Regions from separate parts of the Macaca mulatta genome. Here region 2 is linked to region 1. Evidence: chromatin contacts called from public Hi-C data. All regions are on one chromosome and are shown on one strand. Each heading gives the region's core, a stretch centred on a gene start, on an enhancer-like site or on the middle of the called end of the contact. The rest is flanking DNA. Distances are from core to core; before and after follow the strand shown.

Region 1 (6,754 bases), core at 1,149-3,648:
TACACAGCACTGTGCATCTCCTTCTAGGTTGTCCGCCCTGCCAGGTGCCCAGTAGGAAAAGAACAGGGATTGAAGGCAGAAGGGATGTCAAGGAATAAAGAGAAGCTGCTGGGCTGTGATTCTCAGGAAAGGCATTGGGAGGGGGTGTTAAGCAGGAGGTGGAGGAACCCCACCATTTTTTATTAAAATCCCACTTAGGATGATAGCTCAGTCCTGCCAGTAATGACAGCAGTCAGCCCTTCGTGGCTACCGCTCCTGGGTTGCACAGAGTCCCTCCCATGGGGCGGATGTTTGTTTTGGCCACCCTGGCTCCATAAATGGATTCCATGTAGCAGTCTTCTTTTGAGAATGCAGAGCCATTGGGGTTATATTGTACTGTGTCTGTTCTTATCTCCCCTATCATCCCCAGGGAATAAGCTAATCAAACTTACTGATGATTTTACACTGAAAAGGAGATAGCTAATAACTTGGGTGACAAGTATTAGAATACAATGTGATGTGGATAAATTGGGTCCATGTATTAAGAGCTATAAAATGAGATTCTATCAAGGCATGAATAATGGTGCCCATGAAAAGGATTAATCAAATACCCCATTAAAAAGGTATAGGAATTCTGGTCAGACAGCCCTTGTTTAATTGCACTCCTGGCCCCACCCCACCCCCACTCCATTCCCCCTGAAACTGCTTTCTACTAGGAGAAATATGGAAAAGAGTTTAGAGGAAGTAATGGAAAAATTGGGACATACATTTTGGTAGAACAGAATCATGAAGACACATTTAAGCAACCAGTGTTTAATTTAGGGGGAAACATGGCAATTGGCATGAGTAATCATTTACAAATATAATTTCCAAAGGAGCCGTGTTGATACCATTCAGCAAATGCCAACAAAGCATTTACTTTCCAAAGGGAGAAAGCAAGACAACAAGAGAAATGAAGGCATCTCCGGGAGTGGACCAGAGAGCAGCCAAGCCATAGAGAAGCATCAGGTGTGAGAATGGGAAGCGCAGAAGAGGCGTACGACTTCTGAAAGATCTCAGAGGACTGGCATTGTCTGGAGAAGGCTTCCTGGAAGAGGAGACTCCAGCAGAGCCCTGAAGTGTGGACAAGCTTCCATTCACTGCAAATTCGTGAGCACACTCTGGTGTCAGGATCTAGTAAGAAAATGGGCTTGAGCAGAGCAGGGGGTACCTGTGGGGTTCTTCTCTTCATTTTCACCACCACAACACTGGTCTAAGCTACCATCAGTTCCCACCTGGACAACTGCAAAAGCCTTCCAGCTGCTCCTGCTTCCACTCTTGCTCCTCTACAATTCATTCTGCACACAGAAGTCAGAATCAAAATCAAAGTTCATCATGTCATTCTCTTGACTTGTGGCTTCCCATTGCTCTTAAACTAAAAGTAGAAATCATTATCATGGCTACAAAGTCTTGTGTGGTCTGGGCCACATCCTGTGCCAGGCTACCTTTCATTGTCTATATTCCAGTCAAGCTGGCCTTCAAAATTTCAGCACATTGGGTCTTTCTGCCACAGGGCCTTTGCACATACATGCTTTTCCCTCTGTACATGTGATTTTCTTTCATCCTCTCTTTCCAAAGCTAACTCCGACTCATCCTTCAGACTGCATCTTAATGATTACTTCCTTCTGGAAGACTCCCCTAATTTTCACAACTAGATTAGCTCTCCCTCATATGTTGAAAACAAGTATTTCTTGTGTGAACATATATGTTTAACGTCTGCCTTCCCAACTCAGCCACAAGCTCTGTGAGGGTGGGGACTCAGTCTTTGCATCTCTCGGAGCCTAGCATAGTCTCAGTAAATACATGATAGCTGGAGCGTGACATTTCATTAGGAACAGTGAGGCTTGTTGAGAAATTATACCTCACCAGTATATAGGAGAGTACCATTATGAATTCTTAATGGGATGAAAACCTGAATTCATGTCTAGACCCTGCCACCTGCTGGCTGTGCTGTTTTAAATAAATTGCAGATCCTCTCAGAGCCTGCTTCCTCATATATAAAATAATGGGGATCCTAACAGCCCCCTCAAATGGTTGTAGCAGGAATTTAATTAAATAATATATGGAAAGGCATTTTTAACTGTGAAACCAGACATAAATATCGTTTGTCATTTTTCCCAGTGCATGGCACACTGGGTCATTAAACATCTATTGGATGGATGGATGGACAGACAGATTAACAGTTAGGGGGCCCGTATGAGTGACAAGAGGAGAACTCGGCATATGGAAAGCATGATGGAAGCCAGAAAAAGGAGAGACTTCCCAGAAATAGGACGAGGCTTGTTGATTCATCCACAGTGTCACACGCAGTAGAGCAGGCAAGAGAATGAGGGGGAGAAATCATTTAACCGGGGTGGAAGGAAATCACTGGTGACCTCTGGCCGATTCCTCCTCAGCCTTTTCTTGTTATCTGGGCTTTCAATGACATGCCTTAATTGTAACTTAATCACTTTACTGATTTCTATCTTGGGGAGGGGGGGAATCAAATTGATTTGCACATACGGCAAAATTGGTAAGATTACTCCAGCTGCTGCCAGCAGGTGCTGACAAGTGAAGAACTGAACGTCAGAGAATAAGAAAATACACTAAACATTTATTTTAATAAGGCCTAGAAACCTTAGTTATTTAATAAATTGCCATGGATAATTGGTTTCAGTTTCAAGAGTTGATTCATCTTTAACTCCCTGTGTTCCAGAAGGAATCGTGCTGGATGTGTAGACAGAGCCTTGTGGTTTGAGACCCATCTGAGCTATCACACATTTCTCTGAGCCTTTTCCTGTCTCTCTGATCACACCCCACTTCCTGCCACCACTCCCAGCATCCACCTGGGATAGGTCACTCTGACACACACACACACACACACGCACACACACGCACACGCGTGCACTCGCGCTTATTCACTATCCAAGCTGCTAGTCTTTTTATTGGCTCCTCCTCAGGCGAAGAGGTTTAAGCCTCACCTCCCTGCTGGGCCCTGATCCAGCTGATCTGTTTGTGTATGAACCTTGGGAGTGAGTGGCCCGAGCTGGACCTGAGCCCAGCATTTATCATCTCGGCGCTGACTCCCACAGAAGAAGGAAGACATAATGAATAAATGAAACCCCATGACTATTTCAACATTCATCAGCCCAGTACTCCAAACCTGGCTGATAAAATTGGCTACCTGGATTTAAAAAAAAAAAAAAAAAGTAAGAAAAGTAAGAATAAACTAGAAAAAAAGGCCACTAAATAATATTTTTTATATGATTTAGTATATTTGTTATATATTTAACATTTTCTGTGTAGTAGTTGGTGATATGTTACATGGGTTTATGGGGAAAGGAGGCAGCATGCAAGAACATTTTTAAATGGTTCAAAGAAAGGATTTGAAGCCTTACCACCCCCTGCCAGCCCACAGACCCCCTTCAGCTGGATGGCTCAAGATGTAAAGACAGAATTGCGCCTGTCTCCCTTCTCTTCCCCGTACCTCCCAAATCAAGGACCTTTTTTACTGTCCTGTGTTCAGATGTGGAGTGTCATCGGCAGAGTGGTTTCCTATGAACTGATCACATCGTTTGCTAAGAAGGAAGGCTAAGGCCCTGGTCTATCTACAGATGGCACAGTTCTGGGAAGAACCACCACATTCTACCCTGGGCAGTGTAGGGAGGTACAGAGTAAAGACTTCACACACCCGCCTGTGTTCTGTGGTAGGCCCTCGAGGAAAAACTGGGTGGTCACCAGGGAGACCTAGGCATAGGCAGGGAAGGGCCCCCTTGCAGAGTGGCATGGCAGGGGACCACAGAGCCAGAGCCTGTCACCACTGATCTGTCCTCCACTGGACTACCAAAGGGGCAAACCCCAAAGCTCTTGAGTCCTTCCAGTGTCCAGAAACGTGAGGCTAAAATCTCCTGCTTCACATTGAAGAGTGTGATGGTTCAGAGCCGGACTGGGAGCAAGGTTCACTGCTCAGCCAGCCTTGTCTAGCTCCTGCTCTGACTGAGTGTAAATCTTCTCATGTGTGGAAAATGGGTATAATCATGCTTCTCAGAGAGGTGGTATGAGGATTAAACATCATTATGCATGTAATATGCTTAGACTGAGCCCAGCCCAGGAGGAGAAGTGAGCTGATGGAAGCATGGAAGGCTCTGATAGGTTTATTCCCCTTACGAAGTTCTGCTTTCCCTTCACATATCACTGCTGGGAGCCAGCCCAGCCTGCTCGCCAGGAATTTCATTCCACCATAGCTCTTAGAGGTCGAGGTGGGAAACCTCAAGAAGAAAGCAGTCCATGAGGGGTTTTGGAGCAGGGACTGGGAAGAGGGACAGGGATGGAAAAAAGGCTTAGGGAAGAACTGTGGAATTCCTAGTGATCCAGAGAGGGCCTAGAAGAAGAGCACCAGCCAGCTGGGAACACAAGTACTTAGCCTCGAAACAAAGCAACCGTGTCCCAGGGCTCAGGCAGGGTGAATTCCAAGGCATATCAAATCTTTCAAAAAGGGCCAGGCATGGTGGCTCACACCTGTAATCCCAGTACTTTTGGAGGCCGAGGCAGGAGGATTGCTTGATCCCAAGAGTTTGAGACCAGCCTGGGCAATATAGTGAGACTCTATCACTACAAAAATATGTAAAAATTAGCCAGGTGGGGTTATGCACACATGTAGCCCAAGCTACTTAGGGGGCTGAGGTGGGAGAATCACTCCTTGAGCCCAGGAGATGGAGGGTGTAGTGAGCTGTGATCGCACCACTGCACTCCAGTCTGGGTGACAGAGCGAGACCTGTCTCAAAAAAAAAAAAAAAAAATACAGAAAGGTAGACTAGGATGATAACTGGGGGGAAAAAAAAAAAGCTTTTAAATGTCTGCCTTTTTGGTGAAAAATAATTCAAATTAATTTGGCTTTGAGAATTTTTAATGCACACATCGTAATAATTGCATAAACCCCAGAGCATTGTAAAATCAGAGTTGGAAATCTCTTACCATCTATACTATAAAAGCAAGAACCTAATCTTTAAAACTCCTGAGCCCAAGGAAGTTATCAGTCTGCCTGTGAAATTTGCCTCCTTCCTTCTTGTGATTATCTTTTCCCTCCCTATCCCTTTTTGTCCTTACCTTCTCTCTAGTGAATGTGAGCAGAGAGGAGGCCTCACAAACCTGATTTTTTTTTTCCAAAGATACAATCCCTAGGAAAACCAAGGAGAGAAATAAGAATAGAGAACCAGCATGTGCTCATTTAGGCCCTCTACCTAATTTCTTTTATTTCCCTCTGATGTCTTTTTGGCCCCTTTCGTGGCTGTACAACTAATGCTGTAATGGTTTTGAAGGTAGTGTTAGTAGCCTATTAAGTTTGAAGGGAGCCTTGACTTCTGAGTCCTTTTATCATATCCATCTTTTGGGAGCTTTTTTCCCCTCTGCAAATCAAAACAGGTATTTAATTCAGACATACTTAATTTTAAGTGTTAAAAATCTCCCATATATTAGTATGACGCTACTCATTTATTTTGTCCATCATGTAGGTGCCATAGCTCTGGAGCATATAATTTAGGGTTCTGGACTTTACCACAGGTACCTGGAGGTCATCACCGTTAAGTGAATGAGTTCTTTCTTAAGCCAATATTTGATCAAGCCTTGAAAATACTAATAATTATGTTCATGGGACTGCCTGCTGAGATTAGAAAACGAAAAAATCTTAAAGCTTACATTTCTTGCATAAGTAAATAGCCACATTTAATCTTCCCTTCATCTGTGATTTATATTTATTACATTTGGTGAGCTTGGTTAGTGGTTTAGATTCCTTAGGTTTTTGCTACATCCAGGGTCCTATTATGCAATCATCTTTGATAAAAACTAATGCATACAACACTGGACCCTAGAGTATAACATGATGCCAAATCCCTTTCCAAATGTGTTTCCTACTAAAGCAAACTATATTGAAAGGCATTAAAGAGAAGCATTCCCTGGTCACTTCCAATTGGAAATATATATATTTCTTTTTTCATAAATCACATTCACGTTGTTCTCTGTCTCATTACCTCTATTGTGAGCGCTCCCTTTGCCCACACGCTCATGAGAAAGCGATTACGGTGGGTTGTGCCCTCCTTAAGAACATGGCTGGCAAACAGGGTCTTTTTAAATGAGTGATTATTTGCATCAAAATGAGTGCATTTGGACATATTGGCATGCATCAAGAGCAAAATCCAGACAGTGAGAAACTGCAGATTAGACAGCAAGAGTCTTCAACAGAAAAATTGTAAGGAAAATAATGAGGGGGAAATTGGTCGCTTAAAATAAGTTTAAAAGGCATGCAAAACATGGGAGGACTGACATGCAGCCTCTGAGGATACACACATGGGCGATGACATCATAAACACACACAAGGACACAAAGACTGTGGAGCCAGGAGTCTGCTTACTGAGGGAGGTGGGTGGCTACAAGTGGACCAGACACATGGAGTGGGGTGCTTGGCAAAGTTCTGTGTCTCCACCTGCATGGTGGTTACCTCGATGCTTACCTTCCCATCCCTCCCAACGCAGTGCATCTCTTTTGTGTGGTTTTCACTGCCCATGCTTTATTTTACAATACAAAGCTTTTCTTTTAATGAGTCTCCTCAGGGTTCACATAACCAACATTTTTTTGGGAAATTCACTTTAGAGATTGGGGTCTAATAATAAAATGTGTCTCACTTTTCTCACTAAGAGGGAAATTGAAATTCCAGCTGGAAATTCACCAGTAGGATTATCTGACAGCTTGGTCAGAAATGAGA
Region 2 (6,754 bases), core at 2,342-4,841, 270 kb before region 1:
GTGCAATGGCGCAATCTCGGCTCACTGCAACCTCTGCCTCCTGGGTTCAAGCGATTCTCCTGCCTCAGCCTCCTGAGTAGCTGGGATTACAGGTGCCTGCTAACACGCCCAGCTAATTTTTGTATTTTTAGTAGAGACAGGGTTTCACCGTGTTGGCCAGGCTGGTCTGAAACTCGTGACCTCAGGTGATCCACCTGCCTCACCCTCCCAGAGTGCTGGGATTACAGGCATGAGCCACTGCGCCCGGCCCTTTTAATCGTTCTTAATGGGCTTATAAGCGGTTATTAAGTTCCCCTTCAGCCTTCTCAGAGCCTCATTTTACTTGCATTGAAGCTGAGAGCTTCCGAGGAAAGCCTTTGACTCCGGGCCCCAAAGATTTGCAATGTCTTAAATGGGGAATCAGCCACTTCACTCACTTTAACCTGCATAAATGAACAGTCCTGCCTTCTTTTGCAAAGTATAAAGTCATTCAAAGGAATTCCCTGGCAACCAACCCTTATTAATAAATCACGCCCAATCTAGGCCAGGACAGGGCATTTCGCAAATGCTTCTTTTGCTTGAGAAGTGACACTGGCACTAGGTACACAGTAAACAAGCTGCTGCTCTCTCTGAAGCTCTGCATTTGCTGGATGGATCCAGTCAGTCTCCCACAGGACCCTGTGGGCCTGGTAGGCTCTCACCTGACTCCCCAGTTGGGAAGGGAGTGCTTCCCCAATGAACTCTCACCTGGATCTTTCTTAGGGTTACTGGACTAGGGTCACAGCAGCTGGGCAGCAGGGCATAGAGCTCGAGTGAGACTTGCTCAGGCTCTGCTAGGCACACATTGGAAAGTTTCATTTTCTATTCCATCATAATACCATTTATTTCCAGTTCATTGCTCATGCCTACAGGTGAAAGTCTGAGTTGTATGTCTAGACAGGGCTTCCAGTATGTCCTCACTCAGAATCCCACAGTTCCTTCCGATCATAGGAAGTGGGAAGGAGCAAGGCAGGTAGGTTGTAAGGCTGATGGTGTTTCAGCTTTGAGGAAAAAGTGATTTCACTTCAATAGTAATTTTAACCAGAATGGCTAAAATTAAAAGGACTGACAATCCCAAGTGTTGGCAAGGATACAGAGCAATTGCAACTCTTAGTGTTTGCTGCTGGAGTGTGAATCAGAGCCACCACTTTGGAACTCTTTGGCAGCATCCAGCAATTGCTCCAGCAATCCCACTCTTAGGTATATGAGCAAAAGAAGTGAGTGTTTATGTTCACCAAAATACACATGCAAGAAAGTGCATAGTGTTGTAATTCACTTTTTTTTTTTGAGACAGAGTCTTGCTCTGTCGCCCAGGCTGGAGTGCAGTGGCACAATCTCTACTCACTGAAGCCTCTCAGGTTCAAGCAATTCTCCCTGCCTCAGCCTCCCAAGTAGCTGGGATTACATGCTCCCACCACCACACCGAGCTAATTTTTGTATTTTTTAGTAGAGACGAGGTTTTGCCATCTAGGCCAGTCTGGTGTTGAACTCCTGACCTTAGGTGATCTGCCCACCTTGGCAAAGTGCTGGGATTACAGGCATGAGCCACCATGCCCCACCTGTAGTTCACTTTTAAGTACATTTTTTAAAAGTAAAAAATTTGAAGCAGCTGCCACCCTAGTGTAGAATGGATAAATAAGTTGTGATATAATCATAGAATGAAATCAGACACAACAATGAAGAGAACTGAAGTACTGCTAGACAGGACAACATGGATGAATCTCATATGCAGGATGCTGATCTGGACACACAAGAGCACATTCTGTGTGATTCCACTTATACGAAATTCAAAAAAGGCAAAACTAATCTCTGATGATAAAGATCAGAATAGTGGCTGCCTCTGGGAGGAGTGTTGAACAGATCTAATGTGTTCAGTCATCTAGTTGAACACATTAGATCTGTGTACTTTGACTATAAGTTACACAGTACCACAAGAGAAAACAAAAGAAGGTGCCTACTGCATTTTCTTCCCAGATGACCAACTCTTAATGTATTCATCTGTTTTTTCACTGTTCTGCTTCTTTTGAAGAAGATTTGAGGTGACTTACAAAGGTATATGGTATATTTATAAGTGAAGAAATCTGGGTGATGTTAAAACCAGGGCAGGAAAATAAGGTGGAAACCAGATGTAAGGATGGTCTTCACTATTTGTGTCAGGAAGTCCTGTGAACTTCCTATGGTGAACAGAATAGAGCTTCCTAGCAGTCAATGCAAAGAAGAAACAATTCCACACCCCAAAGTTAACAGTCCTGCTGATCAGAAGCACAGGTAGTTCTGAGATCTGATAGAAAATGTTCCTGTATCATTTCAGAACAGGAAACTATGTGATCAAATCCCTTTCTATTTGAAAATTTGTCAGATGTCTCATGTTTGACCCTGGATGTCTGAATCCCCTCAGCCCACATTGTCCCACCTACGCCATGCCCACACTGTCCCCATAGAATTTAGGGTGAGGCAGCATCCCAGTGATTGACAGGCCCCTGTTTACTTTCCTGGGTGTGGTTTGGGGGAAGCCCTGTTAATGAAGGCTGGATTTCTGTTCTTTGGGGTGCCCAGCTTGCCATCCTCATTTCTGGAACCCAGACCAGCATCCTCAGCCCACGCTTTGCCACTCAGCTCATCTTTTCCCCTGTTGGCGCTTCTCAGTGGCCCCATCCCTTCCCCAGCAGCGACTCTGCATGGGGCCGCTCCCTGGGAGCTGAGCTCTTTCCATTTTGGCATTTGGGTTAGTGGATCTTTCCACTTTCTGGATCCAGTTTTTGAGTTGAATGCATATATTTCCCCGGTCACTAGTGAAGAAAAAAACACAACAATCACATAAACCAGAAAATTCCAATGACTGTCTCTTCCCCCACTTCTACCCTGCTCTGTTCTGACTCCCAAGGGAAGATGAAGCACACTAGAAGATGTGAATCACTGACACCGACAGCAGACATGTGAATAGCACTGCAGTCTCCAACAGCCTGCCCTTGTCACAAGCCATGCTGCTTGGACCACACAGGTAGCAAACAGCAAACCTCTCTGGATAGAAAGGCTTAGGAGCATCTCAAGGACATCTCAATTGCAGGATGAGAAGGCCGTGTAAATCTTGAACTCCATGCAAGCTTTGGATAAATTAGGTTCAGTTTCTAATGGGATTACCCATTACTTTCTGATTCGTTTTGTTTGTTTTAAAAGACCCCTGAATTCCTGCTATAAAAAGGAATTCACCAAGTGAGAAGGAAAAGGCTGATTTTTATTTATGTTAGGTTAGCAGCAATTTGTAGACACAGACACACAAATCTGGTCCCACTTGAGATGATGCAAGGAAGCCATTTTTATTGTGTCCAAGCCAGCAGACGCTAATTGATTTAGGCCAGTTGGCTCATGTCTTTCTTTTTTTTTTTCTCTCAACTACACAAAAACACAAAAATCCTCCTCTGCCTTTTGCTCTGGAAGATCAGGTTTAAGGCAAGCCCTTGCTTCTTGTCATTTCCATACAGCATGAGTGGCCTCTCAGCTCAGGATCCCACCAGCACTTATGCTAATGTAGGCACATTATGGTAACAAGCACCTAATAATAGAGGGAAATTTAATTCCAGCAGCAGCAGCAGCAGCGGCAGCAGCCTCTCACTGGAGAGGAGCCATCCTCCTTAGGAGGAGGACCGGTGCCGTTTGCATATGAGGGTGGCAGGAAGCCAACACACTTGCCTCCTGAATTTGGTTTCCTTCCTTTTATTCACGTCTATAATTGAGCCTTTGTAAGTGGAGGGATGAGTGTAAAGGAGCTAAATTTGGAGCTGATTTCACGGGGGTGATGAGAGCTCTGGAGGCCAGCTCTACCTTATGTTCATCTTGCCGACCAAGAAGAAATTCTTGGCCCTGATCTAGGGAAAAAAGAAACTACACTTGCCATTTCTCTGTATCTTCCACTACTAATAAAATGCTATTAGAAGCATCCAGGAAGAATGTGGATGGGGGGCGGGGGGCGCAATGAGTACCAAAAAGCAGGAAAAAACCGTAGATTCCTGGATTCACCAGTTGCCTCAGCTGGTTCGTAATTTAGGAAGGGAGGCAAGAAAGAGGCATGGCCCTTGAACGTGAGCCTTTAGGTGGAGACCCACTGAGGCCTCACGAGTGTGATCCTGTAATTGAGCATCTGCAAGCCAGCTGGGTTCACAGCTGATCTCACGTTGTATTAGCCTGGAAGAGTCAGCACTGTATAGGCGACATAGCCAAACGGAATCACAAAATGAGTTAAAAGCAGGAAATTGGATAAGGTCCTCCATGCTTCTACCAGTCTGGAATATGAAAAGCATTCTTACAGCCGTATTGCCACTTAATTACCTGGATTTATGACTTCTCCATCAAAGACTGTTCATCTGGATAGTTTCCTAAGGAGAAGACAGAGACGGCATCAAACATAACCCTACATTCCTCCCCCCAGGCAAAGCCATGCATCCTTACAACCCAAGTTCCTTACCCAAAGCCTTCTTGACTTCTAAGTCTTTAATAGGCACTGTACTAGATGCTGGGGACACAGCAGTGAACAAGGCAGGCATGGGCACTGCCTGTACAAAGCTTGCCAGTTACAAACAGGTGCTGCAATGCAGAGTGATAAGGCTCTGATGGGCAGATGTAGGCTGTCATGGGGCACAGGTAGGGGTAGAGGAGACATTTAAACCACACTTGGGGGTTAAGGAAGCATCCTGAGTAAATAAAATCTAAGCGTAGAAGGAAGAGTGGAAATGCCACACAGCATGGCTAAGACCTACATTTTGTCAGTGGATCGCTGTCAGGCATTGTCAAGGTGGACACAGGTGAGCTCCTAGGTGTCCGTACCTCTGGCCCTGGCACTCCGGCCCTCCCCTGCGGCGGCCTCCCATTGCCTAGGCCAATGCAATGTCGCATCTGGGCCTCACCTAAGTCCTGTGCTCCAGGTCTGTTCTCTTCCCTGATATGTCCTCGGTGCCACCCTCCAGGACCTGACTTCTGCCTAATGCACCTGTCCCTCGTCCCCATAGAAACACCCCTTCCCTCACATGCTGCCCTCTAGAGGTGCCAAAGTCAGGGTCGCTAGCACAGTAGCAGGGATTGTGTTTGGAGTTTGGCTAGCTTTCCAATCCCCAGGTTTTATCACTTAAAGGATCCCCTACCTAGTTCCCCACAACTCCCCAACTCTGAAGACAGAGGAAATGGGGATTACACAGGCTTCATCAATTTGACCAGCTAAGCAGCCCCACTTTTTGTGGTCACGGGTATTTATTTAATAGACTAATTTAATATTACATAGTTCTAGAGCAATCTCTAAGTGGCATCCCCAAGGGTACTCGCCTTAGACAATCAGACCCAGGAGACCAGAGACTGCCTCTTCTTCCTGTTTGTACACTGGCCAGAACATAGAAGACTTAGGGGATGGATGTGCCTGAAGCCAAAATTCCAGCGCCCTGCATTGACTTCCTCATGGGAGGAGCCATTGAATTATCATGCAACAAATTCATGAAGCTTGGACCATGACAAAGCCTTACTCATGAGGGTAGGGAAGAGCTGGAGGGAGCCACCTTCAAGTTCTTTCACTTCACTTCCCAGGGGGTAGAGAAGGTTATGTCAGAGAGAGAGAGAGAGAGGTGGAGGAGAGGGAACTTTCCAGCTATCCTGTAACACTTTGCATTTGTGTGACACTTAACAATTTTCAAACTATTCCTCCATCTGTTATCTCAGGGCAGATGTCCTCACCCCCCATTTTACAGGCGAGGAACCTAAAGCTCAGCAAGGCCAGGGAAGTCCCCAAAGTGATAAGGCTAAGTGGGCAGAGCCAACCCCGGACCAGGCAGGGCCCTTTCTCTGTCACTTTTCTGCATGATACTGGAAGAGCAAAGGAAATTTAAATCAGCTGGGCGCAGTGGCTCATGTCTATAATCCCAGTGCTTTGGGAGGCCGCAGTGGGTGGATCACTTGAGGTCAGGAGTTCAAGACCAGCCTGGCCAATATGGTGAAACCCCATCTCTACTAATAATACAAAAAATTATCTAGGTGTGGTGGCACATGTCTGTAATCCCAGCTAGTTGGGAGGCTGAGGCATGAAAATCGCTTGAGTCCAGGAGGCAGTGGTTGCAGTGAGCCGAGATTATGCTATTCCACTCCAGCCTGAGCAACAGAGTGAAACTGTGTCTCAAAAAAAAAAGAAAGAAAGAAAGAAAGAAAATTTAAATATCATTGGAGGCTGAAGCACTAGTTTTGGTCTTTAAGCTTCACTCCCCCAACTCACTCTCGTGGAGAGCTGGTATAGATAATAAACACCACTACTCAATATTTATGAAATCCAGTTCTTCTGCAAATATATCAGCAGGCATGTTCAGTGGAGGGAACAGATTCTATCAGGAGCTCGTCACACAGCAATCTGTTCCAGTAGCCAAATGCAAGCACCTCTCTGAATGATAAGCATGCCCACAAGGCTGTGTCAGGCCTGCCTTCGGGGGAGATGGGGCCCCTATCCCCCAGTGTCTATGCCTGGTGCCCCACACTGCCCATACTCACCACCACAACGTCTCTCTTTGCAGTCTTCGTTTCTGCAGAGAACAGAACAGGCAGAAGTTAAGCTTCTTGGGCATTAAATTGACCTTAAAATTCCACCCCCACAATGGTATTTCCCCTAAATAGGCTTTGATCTCAGTCTTGCAGACACAGCAAAGAATTGTTCTGTCTGTAGATGTGTTTGTTGACAGCTTTCCATCTTCTCAGAAAAAAAATGCATACA

Evidence for each region. Hi-C and Micro-C count contacts between places; a contact is called where the count stands out from the background.
Region 2: a Hi-C map of fetal cortical plate shows a contact between it and region 1, with 2.2 times the contacts expected there. The contact joins two enhancer-like sites. A contact is called at or near these places in 5 of 14 Hi-C or Micro-C datasets (CD4 T cells, blood, fetal cortical plate and 2 more).

Annotation. Positions count from the first base shown.
Region 1 is chr3:145,355,690-145,362,443 of T2T-MMU8v2.0, reverse strand. All of the region lies in intron 3 of ATXN7L1 (ataxin 7 like 1), which reads left to right. Among named protein-coding and RNA genes, the nearest start is that of ATXN7L1, 120 kb to the left of the region's middle. Within about 2 kb of position 2,398, at least 4 of the 40 cell types and tissues checked have an H3K27ac peak or open chromatin away from gene starts, as enhancers often do. A contact at or near this core is called in fetal cortical plate, where this site is marked.
Region 2 is chr3:145,625,343-145,632,096 of T2T-MMU8v2.0, reverse strand. It overlaps CDHR3 (cadherin related family member 3), which reads right to left. Exons shown (of 24, transcript XM_077998186.1): 21 at 6,535-6,566; 22 at 4,375-4,391; 23 at 4,345-4,373; 24 at 837-2,807. The coding sequence ends at 2,503. Among named protein-coding and RNA genes, the nearest start is that of SYPL1, 82 kb to the left of the region's middle. Within about 2 kb of position 3,591, at least 13 of the 40 cell types and tissues checked have an H3K27ac peak or open chromatin away from gene starts, as enhancers often do. A contact at or near this core is called in fetal cortical plate, where this site is marked.